Regions from separate parts of the Sus scrofa genome. Here region 2 is linked to region 1. The links are chromatin contacts, called in public promoter capture Hi-C maps. All regions are on one chromosome and are shown on one strand. The core of a region is the stretch at or near the end of the contact, and the rest is flanking DNA. Distances in the headings are between cores, read along the strand shown. Region 1 has its middle 20 kb from the start of KRT19. Region 2 overlaps KRT10 (keratin, type I cytoskeletal 10).

Evidence for each region. Promoter capture Hi-C pulls out the DNA fragments that hold promoters and counts their contacts.
Region 2: a contact with region 1 is called in a promoter capture Hi-C map of fetal liver, with 4 times the contacts expected there. The contact joins two enhancer-like sites. A contact is called at or near these places in 1 of 5 promoter capture datasets (fetal liver), 1 of 47 Hi-C or Micro-C datasets (embryonic fibroblasts) and 1 of 2 datasets of contacts at active chromatin or transcription factors (skeletal muscle).

What each region holds. Positions count from the first base shown.
Region 1 is chr12:21,093,773-21,096,472 of Sscrofa11.1, forward strand. No RefSeq gene overlaps it. Among named protein-coding and RNA genes, the nearest start is that of KRT19, 20 kb to the right of the region's middle. Within about 2 kb of position 1,274, at least 7 of the 83 cell types and tissues checked have an H3K27ac peak or open chromatin away from gene starts, as enhancers often do. A contact at or near this core is called in fetal liver, where this site is marked.
Region 2 is chr12:21,642,925-21,645,624 of Sscrofa11.1, forward strand. It overlaps KRT10 (keratin, type I cytoskeletal 10), which reads left to right. Exons shown (of 8, transcript XM_005668847.3): 3 at 318-474; 4 at 564-725; 5 at 818-943; 6 at 1,270-1,487; 7 at 1,850-2,155; 8 at 2,346-2,700. The coding sequence ends at 2,352. Among named protein-coding and RNA genes, the nearest start is that of KRT10, 3.0 kb to the left of the region's middle. Within about 2 kb of position 1,332, at least 49 of the 83 cell types and tissues checked have an H3K27ac peak or open chromatin away from gene starts, as enhancers often do. A contact at or near this core is called in fetal liver, where this site is marked.

The sequences.
Region 1 (2,700 bases), core at 24-2,523:
GTGTTAGAAGCTAGCAACTGTTGAAGGCTCTTCGTCTGCCTGTTTAAATTTTATTAAAACAGGAGTTCCTGTCGTGGCACAGTGGTTAACGAATCCGACTAGGAACCGTGAGGTTGCGGGTTCGGTGCCTGCCCTTGCTCAGTGGGTTAACGATCCGGCGTTGCCGTGAGCTGTGGTGTAGGTTGCAGACGCGGCTCGGATCCTGTGTTGCTGTGGCTCTGGCGTAGGCCGGGGGCTACAACTCCGATTCGATCCCTAGCCTGGGAACCTCCATATGCCGCAGGAGCGGCCCAAGAAATGGCAAAAAGACCAAAAAAAAAAGAAAAAAATAAAATAAAATAAAGTAAAATAAATTTTATTAAAACAATTTTCAATTTTTTTTTTTTCTGTCTCTTTGTCTTTCTAGGGCCACACCTATGGCATATGGAGGTTTCTAGGCTAAGGGTATAATTGGAGCTGTAGCCGCTGGCCTGTGCCACAGCCACAGCAACGCAGGATCTGAGCCATGTCTGCAACCTACACCACAGCTCACAGCAACGCTGGATCCCAACCCACTGAGCGAGGCCAGGGATCGAACCCCCATCTTCATGGGTGCTAGTCGGTTTTGTTAACCGCTGAGCAACGACGGGAACTCCCAAATTTTCAAAATTTTATGGCCGCAGCCACAGCGTATGGAAAGCCAGAGATGGAATCCGAGATGGAATACAACTTACCCTGCAGCTGCTGCAACGCTGGATCTTTTAACCCACTATGCCTGGGGGGTGGGGGGGGCTGGGAACTCCCCAGGCACTGTTCTTTTTTTTTCCCCTTTTTTTTTAGGGCCACACCTGAGCATGTGGACCAGGCTAGGGGTCAAACTGGAGCCACAGCCTCCGCAATACGGAGTCCGAGCTGCATGCATCTGGGAACTGTGCCTCAGCTTGCAGCAACGTCAGATGCTTAACCCATTCATCGAGGCCAGGGATCGAACCTGCATTCTCAACAGACACTATGTGGGGTTCTTAACCTGCTGAGCCGCAACAGAAACTCCCAGGCACTGTTCTTTACATATGACTTTTATTTTTCTGAGGTCGGTGTTCTTAGCCCCATTTCAGAGATGAGGAAACGGAGGTTCTGAGAGAGTAACTGGCTTTGGATGACATGGCTGGAAAATAGTGGATCCATGAATCAGGGTGTATTTTATAGGGGAGGAAATTGAAGCTCGGAGAGGTTAAACGCCTGGGCCAAGGCTAAGGAGTAATTCTTAAACCGAGGTGTGGCTCGTTTCAAAGGCCAGGCTCGTCACTGTCCCGCCACACAGTCACTCATTAATCTTAACTGCCACACTACACTGCTCAGCCTCTGTCCCGCAGTTATTTGTACAGAGCTTCCCCTCTCCCACCCGCAACTCGCCAACCCTACAGAGATCTGGCCAGGGACTGGGCCCCGGGTCTCTTTCAGCTCTGTGTTCTGCATCTTGCACTGGGACCATGCAGGGCAGACAAGGGAAGAAGGAATGAATGATGCTTCCTGGGTGCGGCTCTCTGAACACAGCTCAGGGAGGCCACCTGCAGCCCGCCACCCCCACCCCCCCACCCCGGATCCAGAGGGGCTACAGTTTTAAGGCCCTGCTGGGCTCAGGCTTGGGGTCCCAGGGCATCCACATTTCTTGGCAGATCCGAAAGCCCGAGTTTATTTATTTATTTTTCACAAATGTATTTTCTATGTAGTTTTTGGAAGAGGTACTACGTGCATGATAACTGTATAAACATTTAAAAGTATGAAGGATATATGACAAAATGATAGTCTTACTGCATCTGTTGAATCCGATCTCCCAGCTCCCCTCCTGGGAAGTATCCTGGCCGTCACCTTCTTGTGTATTTTTCTAGAGCTATCCTGTGCATATACAAATATTTATTGTCCAAGTTCTTCCCTGGAGCACACATACAAAGGCTAGCAAATGATACACGTTGCACTGCAATCTTACTTTTTCATTTAATGAACTATTTGGAAAGGAATTCCTGTCGGGGCTTCAGCGGTAACGAACCCAGTTAGTATCTGTGCGGATGTGGGTTCAATCCCTGGCCCTCCTCAGTGGGTTAAGGATCCCATGTTGCTGTGGCTGTGGCGTAGGCTGGCAGCTGCAGCTCCGATTTGACCCCTAGCCTTGGAATGTCCCTACGCTGCTGGTGTGGCCCTAAAAAGACAGAAAAAGAAATTGGGAAGTCTTTCCTTTCAGTCCTATATAGAGCTGCCTCATTCTTTTTGATGCTTGCATGGTGTTCTATGGTATGGAGTTCTCGTATAAGCGCTATGTAGGTATTAAAAGTAACACTGCAGCGAACATCCTAGTACATCATGTCATTTGTATGTGTGCAAAAAATACACCCGAAAGATAAAGACCTGTAGGAGAAGTTGACAGCTCAAAGAATTATATTTAAAACTTTTTTTTTTCTTTTCTTTTTACGGCCACACTTGTGACTTATGGAAGTTTCCAGCCCAGGGGTCGAATCGGAGCTGTAGCTGGGGTCTCCACTGCAGTCACAGCAGCATCAGATCTGAGCCACATCTGCAACCTGCTCCTTAGCTTGTGGCAATGCCGAATCCTTAACCCACTGGGTGTGGCCAGGGATCGAACCCGCATCCTCATAGAGGCAATGCTGGGTCCTTAACCCACCGAACCACAACGGGAGCTCCTATATTTAAAATTCTGATGGAACT
Region 2 (2,700 bases), core at 82-2,581, 550 kb after region 1:
TTTTAAGAATGACTTTGGATGCCCATGATTGCATTTACATTTTCCTGAATCCATTCAAAGTTCAACAGTATTGGAGTTGTTGAGAAAATTTCAATCTCAATATTACCTTTTTGGCAATATTAAAAGGAGAAAATACATTTTAAAGTACCTGCCAAGCTTCTTTGCTTTAAACTACTAATTACCCCTGTACGAATTAGTATATGATAAATGTTGCCATGACATGAAGACAACTCTTTATTCAGTTTTCAAACAGTCTCTATCCAGGCACATGTCCCTAATTTAAGTTATACTCAGTGTTTGTATTATGCCTGTTTCAGGTATGAGAATGAGGTAACCCTGCGCCAGAGCGTGGAGGCCGACATCAACGGCCTGCGCAGGGTGCTGGACGAGCTGACCCTGACCAAGACCGACCTGGAGATGCAGATTGAAAGCCTGAATGAGGAGCTGGCCTACCTGAAGAAGAACCACGAGGAGGTGATGCAAAAATCTTACACTTCCTGCAGCCAAAAGGGGGCTCACTGTAGTCACACTGCAGTCACTAAATGTTTCTGTTCCTCAAACAGGAAATGAGAGACCTTCAAAATGTGTCCACTGGTGATGTGAATGTGGAAATGAATGCTGCCCCTGGTGTTGATCTCACTGAACTACTGAATAACATGAGAAGCCAGTATGAACAACTTGCTGAACAAAACCGCAGAGACGCTGAAGCCTGGTTCAATGAAAAGGTAATTCACCTTCCTTCACAGCAAAGCCAATGGAGGTTTCTGGTTATTATTTCCGATTTTTCTCATCGTTTCTCCTGTTTTTAATATTCTAGAGCAAGGAACTGACTACAGAAATCAACACTAACATTGAACAGGTGTCCAGCTATAAATCTGAGATTACTGAGTTGAGACGCACTATCCAAGGTCTGGAGATCGAGCTACAGTCCCAACTAGCCCTGGTAAGTTTAATAATTCTCTCATGAAATGACCTCATATTGTCATGCAAGGTTTCCTGCTCACCTAAGAATAGGCAACACAGGAGAAAATGAAAGGTCAGTGATAAGAAAGGAGAAATAAAGGTGGAGCTCTTTGTTAATGAAAGAAAAGCACTACTGGCATTCATCTAAAAGTGCTGAAATTGAAATGTAGCCATTAAACCTAAAAACACAAAACTACTCGTTTTCTTTATTCCTCTACATGGCTTATTAAATTATTAAACAAACTCCGCTACACTCAACTGAACAATGACGTCCTTAAACTACAATATATTCTCACTTCTTTATAGAAACAATCCCTGGAAGCCTCCTTGGCAGAGACAGAAGGTCGCTACTGTGTGCAGCTCGCTCAGATTCAGTCCCAGATCACCGCGCTGGAAGAACAACTGCAGCAGATTCGAGCCGAAACCGAGTGCCAGAATGCCGAATACCAACAACTCCTGGATATTAAGATCCGACTGGAGAATGAAATTCAAACCTACCGCAGCCTGCTAGAAGGAGAGGGAAGGTAAATTATAAATGCTTTTATATGTATCCCAGTTGCCTTTATTTAATATTCCAAATCGCAAGGCTTTTCCAAAACCCAAGGATGTGTCAGAAGATGGGAGAAAGTGGAGAGAAGGGGAAGAGTACACAAAATGAAGCATACCACCAGCTTCAATTTCCCACGAATTTGCCCAGGAATGATTCTCAGGGTTGCGTGTATATAAAATTGTTTTAAAAGGATGGGTTTTTAAATACATAATCAGCGGCGGCGGTTTTCCCTAAAAGACGTCTTGCTTATTTTCTGAAGAAACAATAACCTGGAACGCGACTTCCCACACCTTTCCCACGTTAGAGTTAAGTGAAAGTAACCCTTACTCTCCGTAGTTCCGGCGGCTTCACCCACAGCGGCGGGCGAGGCGGCGGAAGTTCCGGCGGCGGCGGCGGCAGCTACGGCGGCGGAAGTTCCGGCGGCGGCGGCGGCAGCTACGGCGGCGGAAGTTCCGGCGGCGGCGGCGGCAGCTACGGCGGCGGAAGTTCCGGCGGCGGCGGCGGCAGCTACGGCGGCGGAAGTTCCGGCGGTGGCGGCGGCAGCTACGGCGGCGGCAGTTCCGGCGGCGGCGGCGGCTCCAGCGGAGGCCTCAAGTCCTCATCTTCAGTGTCCATTGGAGAGCAATCATCTAAGGGACCAAGGTCAGCAGAAACTAGCTGGGGTAATCAGAATTAGTTTTAACTTTCTGTGATGGTTTTTTTTAAAGCAACGTTAAAATTTAATTTTCTTCAATGGAGTATATTTTTCTTTTAGACATTTTGTTTGTTAATTAGTAAGGACCCCACAAATTGTGGTCTAAATTCTACTTTTTGTTTTGTAATTAACTTACAGATACTAACAAAACCAGAGTAATCAAGACAATTATTGAGGAGGTGGCGCCTGATGGTAGAGTCCTTTCGTCTATGGTTGAATCAGAAACCAAGAAACACTACTACTAAACCGCATCAAGAGGAAAGAGTCTCCCCTCACACAGGCCATTATGCACTGATGCATGAAAAAAATCAAGAAAACACTTCAGTCTTAATGGTCTATGGAAATAGGGTCTCTCCTTGAAAATAAGGTGTCTAAACGGTGTTTCGTGGTTTCTGTATTTCTTCTTTTCACTTTACCAGAAAGTGTTCTTTAATGGAAAAAAAAAAAAAAAAAACCTTTCTATTCTCATTTACTAATGAATTTCAATAAACTT